Regions from separate parts of the Cydia pomonella genome. Here region 2 is linked to region 1. A link is a contact called in public Hi-C data. All regions are on one chromosome and are shown on one strand. Each heading gives the region's core, a stretch centred on a gene start, on an enhancer-like site or on the middle of the called end of the contact. The rest is flanking DNA. Distances are from core to core; before and after follow the strand shown.

Region 1 (5,182 bases), core at 1,952-4,451:
GGGCTGAAGCCAACACGTAGATGCCCCTTGTAATAAGACAATTTACTCTAAATGTAACGTGACACCAACCAACGATTATCCCTGTTCACACTATAGCAGTGCACCCAAGGACAAGCCCCGGTTATTGTAGGACTATTGTAAAAAAAGGGTACCAAAATAAACCGGGCTATTGGGTTGAGTTACAAGTGGACTGGTAACCGGGACTATGGAGAATACCTCTCTTTTGGACGTAGTTCAAGTTCCGGTTGGCGTTTTAGTATGACGAAAACTTCGTCACACTTAAATGAGTCAGTTTTATTTTAATTTCCTTTCCGATTACATGATACTGATAAGTAATCCGCCGGCTTAAGATTGGATAATGTTTTGTAAAATTACTTTGAAAGACCATCAAGATCTAGATAAGAATATTTTTGTAGATATATGTATCTAACTATCTATTTTGTGCTACAGCAGTATCGGGCGTCCCCGGAACTCGATTCCAATCGGCTTGCCTAATATACAGAGGATTGACATTTTTTCTCCATTCTCGGCATTAAACTTCAAGACCGAGTGAGGAATGTCGAGATAAAATGCCGCACCAAGATGCGAGATGTGGGGTTTTTTTTATATCACGTCGGTGGCAAACTAGCATACGGCCCGCCTGATGGTAAGCAGTCACCGTAGCCTATGGACGCCTGCAACTCCAGAGGTGTTACATGTGCGTTGCCAACCCTTTAAAAACCTGTACACTCCTTTTTTGAAGAACCCCATACTGTATACTCTCGGGAAAACCTCGGCAGGGAGCTCATTCCACAGCCGGAGCGTCTGCGAGTTTCGTAATTACCAAGCTAAAATGGAACTGGGTGGGACATGTTGCCAGGCAGAGTGGTGGCAGGTGGACCAAAATGATGACAGATTGCCGCTTTCGAATGAAAGAAGCGCCTGGCGTCCGGTGACTCGTTTGGTGGATGACATTCGATAAATCGTGAGATACTTCTGGATGAGACTAGCTCAGGACCGGGATAAGTGGCGTACACGAAGAGATAGGCTTATGCCCAGTAGTGGGCGGCTGAGGGCTAAACGATGATGATGATGAACATTTTTTTTTCTATAGCTCATGAAGAAAAAGAAAGCTACTAATGTAGCTCCGTCTTGCCTGAAAATATTTTTGCCGTATTGCCACTGGTAGATAGACCTTTTATTGGTTTGCCTAGGTAATGTGGGAAAAGTCCTAATGTTTTTTTTACTCCCACATCTAAAGGTGACGATTGATGTTGGTTAGGTTTTTCAATCCACATCCAACCAGTATGAAATTATTCTGATCTGAATCCGAATCCAACACATGGATGGATGTCAGGCCGCTACCGCCTTTCGGCTGTGGCGGCTGTGGCGGGTCACTCCCCACCGATGCGGGGAGGTTAATTCTCGTCTTGTTGTGGACGATGTGTGCTACTGGTGTTGGCCAGCTCTTCGCTAACGATCGTTACCCAACCCCACGACCCCTAGCCTGATAATACCGTTTGGGCGGAGCCAGGCTTCAGGGCTGCGGTGAAGGCGATCAGTAGCTTAGCTGGCGTGGAATCCAACACAGTTGTTATCCGTACAGTTTAATGCCGGTTGTTCATACTCGTGAAGAGCTTCTTGCCGCGAGTCTCGGCAAAAAATGATCCATTCGGAGAAGAACATAGATCCAACACGTAGGGCGTCTACGTGCTGGATCTATGTTCTTCTATTCTATCTGCTGGAACCAGTTTACAGGCGCAACAATAGACACCCATGAACCGGTCTCAGCAAGCATTGGGACTATTGTAGAAAAAGTGAACAGTATACCGGTATATGGATTGAAGTTTGGATGGACAATAAGCCTGGGTTATTGCAAAGAAGTCCGGAGACCTGCCATAACAACGCGTTATCGACGCAAGTGACGCGCCTACTAGATGGGCCCCTGAAACTGCCGTCCCAAAGACGACCAGGAGCAACACCGGTGTGATCGGCTCAGAGGTGTTGAGAGTTATGCGCTACTTTCTACCCAGTGGCTGTTAACAGCTACTGTGCACCCCTGGAGCATACTCGTCTAGCTCTTACGAATCCCCTCTGGGCGGTCAATGAAGGCAAGCCAGAACTGAGTATCCTGCCGGTCCCCTTGAGATTCCACTCCGACCGTCGAAGACACGCCGGAGACGGAGACCCTGACCGACTCTCGGAAGCACTCGGGTCCGTGGGGCCGTTACTCCCCAACAGCTCGCCACAAGCTGCCCTGCCTCGCAATATAATTATTTATTATTACATTTGCATTAGTTTACAACTACAAGGGGGAATCGTGCATGGACGGTGAATCGGGTACCGACCTAGTGTTGTATTTTATTAGGTAATTGTTGTGAATAAATACGCCATGTTAACAATACATTTTCTGTATAATATTATTATTGAATTAACATTTGTTATACATACATGTATTGAACTTGTCGAGAATCGCTACAAGACGGTTAACAATAAGTACTTATACGATTTTGAATGGCCTAAATACAGTAGTTATAACGGACCGATTTCACGAACTTGACCATGGACACCTGGCACTGACAAATCTGACAATTTCCAGTACAATTTTGGTTTGATAACAGTAACACTGGCATGTACATTAGAGTAAATGTTTACTTGTTGGACTACTAATGTACCTTACGGTGAATTGTCACTGTCAGGTGTCAGTTTTCGACTTTCTTTTGACAGTTTATGACACGGCGTCCTTGTGAAATAGACATAACAGGAAAATTAACTCACATGAAAATTGATAAGTATCTCAGTACACAAAAATGTCTACACATAAACGCGCGACCCTCCGCCCGCCGGTCCCCCGGTCTTTTTGGAAGCGCGGCGGCACATGAGTGGTCATTTTTTTTAAAGTTGACTACAGCGTATCGAAATGAATATTATAATCCATACATGAAAAGTACGCAATTATAATTTGGTACGTGCACATAGGCATAGGTACATGCCGCACAACAAAAGTAAGTGTCATTTCAAATCTCGAAAACTGATGGAGGTTAAAACATACAAATAAATACTTACTAAATATTTTATAGACGATCCGCCCCACGAACAAATCGCATATTTGCAAATACGACCACACTAGAAACAGCACCATAACAAGAAAAAACAGAAAAACTATCTCTTTCTCGGTTAAAAACATTTTTAAAACATAAGACGACTTGACTTGTCAACCACTTTCAATACAACTCAATTGAGAATACGGCTAAGATTTTAGTACAATATAGAGGTTATGGCTATTGGTTTTGGTCGGGTTATCCAATATATAATCCAATATAGTGGATAAATTAGATGCTGTGAGCTGAGATGTTGGACGGAAGCAGATTATTGTGTGTACATCCGTTGGTTGTATTGGCAATACCAACAATATCCTCCCACTGTACATTACATTGTACACTCTAATTCAATCTTTTTAGAACCATCCATAAGTCAAATAAAGTAGTATTTTTTTTTATTGGTTTCTCTAACAAACAAAATACATCCTAATTTACTTTACAACAAGGTTTCAATTAAAAATAGGGAAACGTGGAATGGTGGGCCTTACCAGGATATTAGATTTATGTTAGTACAGTTATAGTTCTACAGAATCGCGGTAAATAGTCCTCTTAAGTCTTAATCCAATTAGTATTTGTTTGCTACGTATTTATTTGCGATATAAGTCACTATATCGCTATAAAAAGAAATATATATAATAAACTATTTGAGCAAATACGTTTTTTTAATTAATAAAACCACGATCTCACATAATATATTAAAAATTCAGGACGTGCCTGGTACCTGCGTGAAAATTGTTAGGTACCTACATATTTTTAATTGATGATGTTATATTTTTGCTAAAAATGCTCAAGTTTTTCAGGTTTTTATAATTCAACGTGATTCAACTTCATTATAAGGTAGTAAATCAAGCAACTTAAGGTTAGTTATTAACTATATCGGGTGTGGCCTGTAAGAGGAGCAAAAAATTAAACTGTAGGCTGTACTCCTCAAAATGACCAACATCTGTTCAGCAACTTTAAAAAAATACTTTTATTTTAATCTTTAAACACTTTAAAGTTTACTCTAAGACGCAGTGTATTGCGGATTTTGTTATGTTTAAAGCGTGACAATCAACGTCAATTACACTGATAACAAATTACATTGAAGGTAATATTTAATTTGTATGAAAAATAGGAAGTCTAAAGAATTCATAATTTTCAAAAATGGCTGGACAAATGTTGGTAATTTTGAGCCTTCAGTTAAATTGATTGGTCATGTTACAGGCCACACCCGGTATATGTACTAAACTAAAAGCATATTTTGTACCAACAGATATCGAGATGCCTCGGTAAGCGTTGCTGTAGCGTAAGTATTTCCAAAGTATGACGTGCGTGTGGTATATTAGACTTTAGAGATTTTCAAAATAACCCCGTATTCGAAGTTACTCTAATGCACCTAATACCAACAACGCCAGTGTGTGTACATCCCTAAACACTGTGTCATTCTCAACCCAGCTGTAAAACGCCAGAAATTGTTTACCTTCCTAACCAATAATCTTCCTCTCACAATTGCATTCTAAAATAAATCTTAATAACACACCATTAAGGTTAATTTTGCTTGAGACAGTGCGTTTCACGGCAAACGATAAGCTGATAAGCCTATCACAATGTTAACGATAGCAATCATTGTTTATCGAAGTAAAATAGCGAAACCGAACGATTATTGTGGCCTCCATGCCTGAGACATGTTGTATTATGCGCAGTTAAGATTATATATAAAAAAAACAAATCCAAATAAAAGAAAAAGTTTATTTAGTTCAAACTAAATTAAATTATACAAAAACCCTCTTATTCATAAATCTTTACGAGCCTGATTTAGTTAAATTATGTTCTATCCCTTTCTTGCAAATACATAAGTCAAAATGACAGATAACGACAAACGATTTATATCTAATTCAGGCCTGTAACGCGTTTATGAATAACGCTATAAGAGTAGTAAGAACGATATTAAATTAATTTGCACATAATTTCGTGTCACTACATAAAGTGGCTTTCAGAATTACCTACATAGAATACAGTCGCCATCAGATATATCGAAGCGGCCAAGGTGCTCACAAATATCGGAACACACCTGGATTTATAGTGCGTGTTCAGATATTATTGAGCACCTCGGTGGCTCCGAT
Region 2 (5,182 bases), core at 1,052-3,551, 150 kb after region 1:
AGTAGCAAGTGTTCAAAAAGTGGAATCTAGAGCGTTGCGTGGATTTCAAGGCACGAGGGTTAAACAAACAACTACAAATTCTTCATCACGTTAATGGGAGGAAAATACCAACTGTAAAACATTACAAATCAAATTCAAATGAACATTATCAGCCAACATGAGCAAACAACTCAAAATTTTCATCAAATTACTTTTACTTTGCCACACATATGGATAAAATGTAACTTTCTTATCAGTTTTCTCACAAGCTGGTGTGGTGAAATTTATTATTATTATTTGACGTAAAAAAATAGGCGCATAATTTTAAAATAATGAATTTAACCCAATTTATATCTACTTGCGAACGATAACTGAGATGCGGCGACATAAATATCATTAATACCCATCAACAACATCGCATCAATGTACGCGAGTATGTAGCCTATGTGCCTACTATTTATACATATACTAATACTAAATTACAAACCGAAATAAATTTAATATACGAATAAATAATAATAATTTTAAGGGCACCAATATTATGGCCACCCTGCCGCAGGGGTCAGATCTAGAGGACCTAAGATAGGTGAGTATAAGTAAAGTTAAGTATACTTAATTTTAGTAGTACCTAGTTTATAAGTTTTGTTATTGTACTTGTTTATAATTATAATTTACCAATAATAAGCAATACCTAGAAAAAAAAAAAACAAGAAATGACTTTCAGTTGTTTCCAATAATGAAAATAAATTAAATACGCAAAAATCGAAATATACAGTAAAAGCACAGCGACGCTAAAAATACGTAAGTAGCTTGAACTTTTCTCACTAAAGTTGCTAAATGTCGAAGAAATTGAATCCTTTCCATTGAATATGAGCTCTCAGCGGATTTCACTCGTTAAAAGTTTTCATCAAAGCGTACGTATTCGATCTTTTCAAATGACATTTGTAGGGATTTTTAAAGTTTTAATTGGCTTAGTTGGAGTTTCGTTCTACTTATAACGATGCGAAAACTTGTAGGTAAATACGCGTAGCTTTGTGAAAAGAGTTAACACAATATGTTTAGGTAGGTAATTAAAAACAGTGTTTTACTTGAAGATAGGCGTAGGTAACCTTTGCTTTCCACCCTTAAATACGGCATGTGTTTAAAAAAATAAAAATAAATATTATAGGACATTATTACACAAATAGACTAAGTCCCACAGTAAGCTCAATAAGGCTTGTGTTGAGGATACTTAGACAACGATATATATAATATATAAATATGACTTAGGAACAAATATTTATGCTCTTCACACGAATAAATGCCCTTACCAGGATTTGAACCCGGGACCATCGGCTTCATAGGCAGGGTCACTACCCACTAGGCCCGACCGGTCGTCAAAACTACATTAACTTAAAAAAAAAACATAATTTGGTAATTAGAAATTAGAATTCCCACCACATCCATAGCCAATAGCGCATTGGGACAGCCTGTATCCGAAATTGAACGACAAACACTGCCAAGTTTTGGTTTTTACTGGTCTTTTTTAAGGTCCTCAAGAACTACGCTTTTATTAGTTTAGCTATTAGCTACAATTTATTGCCAGCCCGTAAGCTTACAAAATGTATCGATGTTGACAATTTGGCAGCTATAAAGCCTGTTTCAACTAAACATGCCGTTTGATAGCGCCCAACGAGCGTTTCATGCAAATTCACACGCTCTAAATTACCAACGTTTACTGCAATTTGTTGCTGCTTGATTTATAGATCAGTCGCGTTTTGGTTACATACGATTAAAATTAACTAAATGGTAGCACAAATTATGAAATATAAATAATAATTGAAACAGGTGCAGTGCAAAAAAATCTTGTTTCTTATTGAAATGGTCGTCAACACAGTATTTGTAAGAAATTTATAAAATCGCTACATTTTGATCATTTTGATTAGGAAAAGTTAAATAAGGGTTCCGTTTTTTGCCATTTGGCTACGGAACCCTAAAAATTCACGTGATCACTAATTTCTTAGTAGCGACATCTATCCGTAACATTGGCGATGTATATACTGCTCGTACTCTCAATAGATGTCACTACAAATTTACTTTTGCTACTTGACAACAGAGGGCGGTATTAAAGGTACAACTAAACTGACACTGACAGTAAAAACATGATTCGTTTCACGCTAAAATAAAGACTAAATGGCAGAAAACATAGCACCTTTTCGACCTAACTTTATTTTATTAAATTAAAACTTTTACGTTATGTTCAATCATATCTTTATGCTTACAATTTTAGGTACAGCATAAAATGAGCGCGTTTATTACAACATGAAATCAGATTCAAGCTGCGTAAAACGGAAAACTACTGTTCAGGCGTCTTGTTTCGCGTGCCATACGGCAGTATGAATAAATGTTATTTATCCTTCCTATCAGCAATTTATTGAAGGAAAATTAACAAAAATGCCGAAACCAACTTGTGTTCAGTGCGGCGTAAACGATTCTCTTCTCTGGCGGAATGCGGAAACCGGTCAAATCTGCAACGAATGTCACCTCTCAAATACTGCTGCAAAAGAAGGAAGCCCACCTTTTACGTTCAAAACTGAAGTGGAAATTAAACGCGAGGATAAAGACGAACCAGAAACTAAAAATGAAAAGACTGAGGGTGAGACTACACCAGCAAAAGCGACTGGGAAAGGTACTAGGAAGAGTACAAGAGCGACGCGATATAAACCGAAGACCCCCGCGTCCGTGGCTCCAAAATCTGCGGCGCCTCGTGGAAGAGGCCGCAGAAGCATCTTCAAGAGACAACCTTTGAAGGCGCCGACAGCAACAGCCACTGTTGTGACTAGTGATTCAGTATTTTATAAGGTAAAGTCTGATTGTGAATTCTGGCTTTATTCATATTCGCTTTATCAATAGTACCACCAGTTTACATAACCATAATCTAACTTACATGCAATGTGTCACAATAGCTCTAGTTAAGAGGGAAGAATAGCTTTGCGATCCTAACGAAATACATAATACTTTTTCTATGAAATTCCATTTTAGGAGAAAATGGTTTTCACTTAATCTTAACAAATCACTTTGATTTTGATGTTAATCACTTCAGCATAAAATATTTTAGGTATAGATATCGCTACTTAAATAACAAAAAAAAATTTTCATTTGCAAAATTTTAGTTTTCATTTTTTAATGTCAATAACATGCAAAAAAATCATGGAGGACGGAAAATGTTTTTTCTTTTTGTATGGACGGTCACATGCTTATTATACTTCCCTCTTAATACGATAGATTGCAAACAGCAAGTTGTGTTTTAAATAGAAAAAACACAATTTTTTAATAATTATATACTCATAATATATACACTATTTTAATAGAATAAAATTTCTTTACACATCATTATAAACCCAATTAATTCTTTACAGGGCAACTACATGCAAGTGGGCGACATAGTCTCAATGATTGACATTGACGGAGGTACCTACTACGCTCAAATTCGAGGCTTCATGACTGACCAGTATTGTGAGAAGAGTGCCGTTGTCACATGGCTGTTGCCAACTAAAGCTAGTCCTCCTCCCGAGAGTGGGTTTGACCCTGCTACTTATATTATTGGTAAGACATTAGAAGTATTGACTTTATCTTTCAGTCCTATTTGTTACACTATCTTTAATAATTGACTGAGCTAAAAAAAAAGAAGTTATGTAGTTCCCCCTTGCATTTTAATAGGCAGGTCCACACAGAGCAAGCATACTTGCAAGGCAATTTCCGTCATCTCGGCCAAGGTACATCTATACTGGCCATTTCATGCGTGAGGAAATTGCCTCGCTCGTATGCTCGCTCTGTGTGGACCCGCCTAAAAAGAGGCAAATAAAATAAATTATAAAAAAACAGTCTTAAAGTTTTTACCTGTAATAGTACAGCTGAGAATTTTAAAATGTCAATTTTATAAACAACATATTTTTGTATGCTTAGCCACTCCCTACAGTGCAATACATATACCCTGGCACACTAAATTTGTCCGTAACAAAGGCTGCAAATTTTAAAAAATGTAGCGCAAAGGGTTGTTTTCCCAAAGAAAATTTGAAATTTGAGCCTTTTTCTTCTGCCAAACTGGGTATGCTAGAGTATACCTTATAACCAACACATCTTATTTTTTAGGTCCAGAAGAAGAACTGGCTAGGAAGCTAGATGTAATGGAATTTGTTATGCATGCTCCTTCAGACTACTATAAGGCCAGTAACAGTCCATATCCTCTGACCGACAATGAGGTCAACAACTACACTGGATACATTTGGACGTCACTGGAGCCCAGAGAAAGGACATAGATAATTAAAGTTTCTTTCTTAGCTAAATTGATTTTATTATTAACGTGGAAATCCACCTTAATTAACCTCTATCCAGCCTATTTTCTGGTTTGTTATAGTTGTATATTGTATAGTGTTGCTGCAACTCTTTTGATTGGCATATTTATAAAAGAAATAGAAGTAATATACGACTTACATATTATATGCCTGTGCAAATATGGCAATCCTTATGTCTGTGTTTCTGGCAGGGATCGGAAACCGGTATTTTTTGTATGGGAACGAAAACGGTATTTTTTCGTTGCCCTTTCTAATTGGGCAATCTAATAATACGAAGTCGTTATCTAAAAACACAACCGAGTCCTATATTTAGAGTATAAAATATTATACGACATTATTACACAAATTGACTAAGTCCCACAGTAGGCTCAATAAGGCTTGTGTTGAGGGTACTTAGACAACTGTACTAAGACTCGGGAACAAATATCCATGCTCATCACACGAATAAATGCCCTTACCAGGATTTGAACCCGGGACCATCAGCTTCGTAGGCAGGGTCATTACCCACTAGGCCAAACCGGTCGTCACAAGTCGTCATAAAATAAACCGAAATATATGTTTATTTCAAAGTTTTTCCAAAAAACCGGTTCCGATCCCTGGTTTCTGGCATTACATGCTGAGGCAGAATTTCGGAAAAGAGCAGCTCAGACTGGACCAATAAAGGAGACAGCTATATGGACTGAGAAAGCCCCTAAGCTAACGACAGGGACGCAGCAATACATAAAAGCGAGATGCAGATATCTCTAACATATAGCTCAGTCAGTAAGTCAGTTACTGAATTAAGTAAGGCGTGTAAGCGTTTAGCTTCTGCATTGCGTTTTATTGTATCGTATATCGTACTCTTTCATTAAAAAAAGTTCGGTGACTCA

The links. A called contact is a pair of places that touch in the nucleus more often than the background predicts.
Region 2: a Hi-C map of whole body shows a contact between it and region 1, with 5 times the contacts expected there. The contact joins the promoter of LOC133516440 here to the promoter of LOC133516437 in region 1. A contact is called at or near these places in 2 of 2 Hi-C or Micro-C datasets (both in whole body).

What each region holds. Positions count from the first base shown.
Region 1 is chr3:26,994,466-26,999,647 of ilCydPomo1, forward strand. It overlaps LOC133516437, which reads right to left and starts at 3,202. Exons shown (of 3, transcript XM_061849376.1): 1 at 3,046-3,202. The coding sequence starts at 3,166.
Region 2 is chr3:27,143,345-27,148,526 of ilCydPomo1, forward strand. LOC133516440 (GATA zinc finger domain-containing protein 1) reads left to right here and starts at 2,302. Exons shown (of 3, transcript XM_061849389.1): 1 at 2,302-2,820; 2 at 3,378-3,564; 3 at 4,111-4,304. The coding sequence starts at 2,413. The coding sequence ends at 4,277.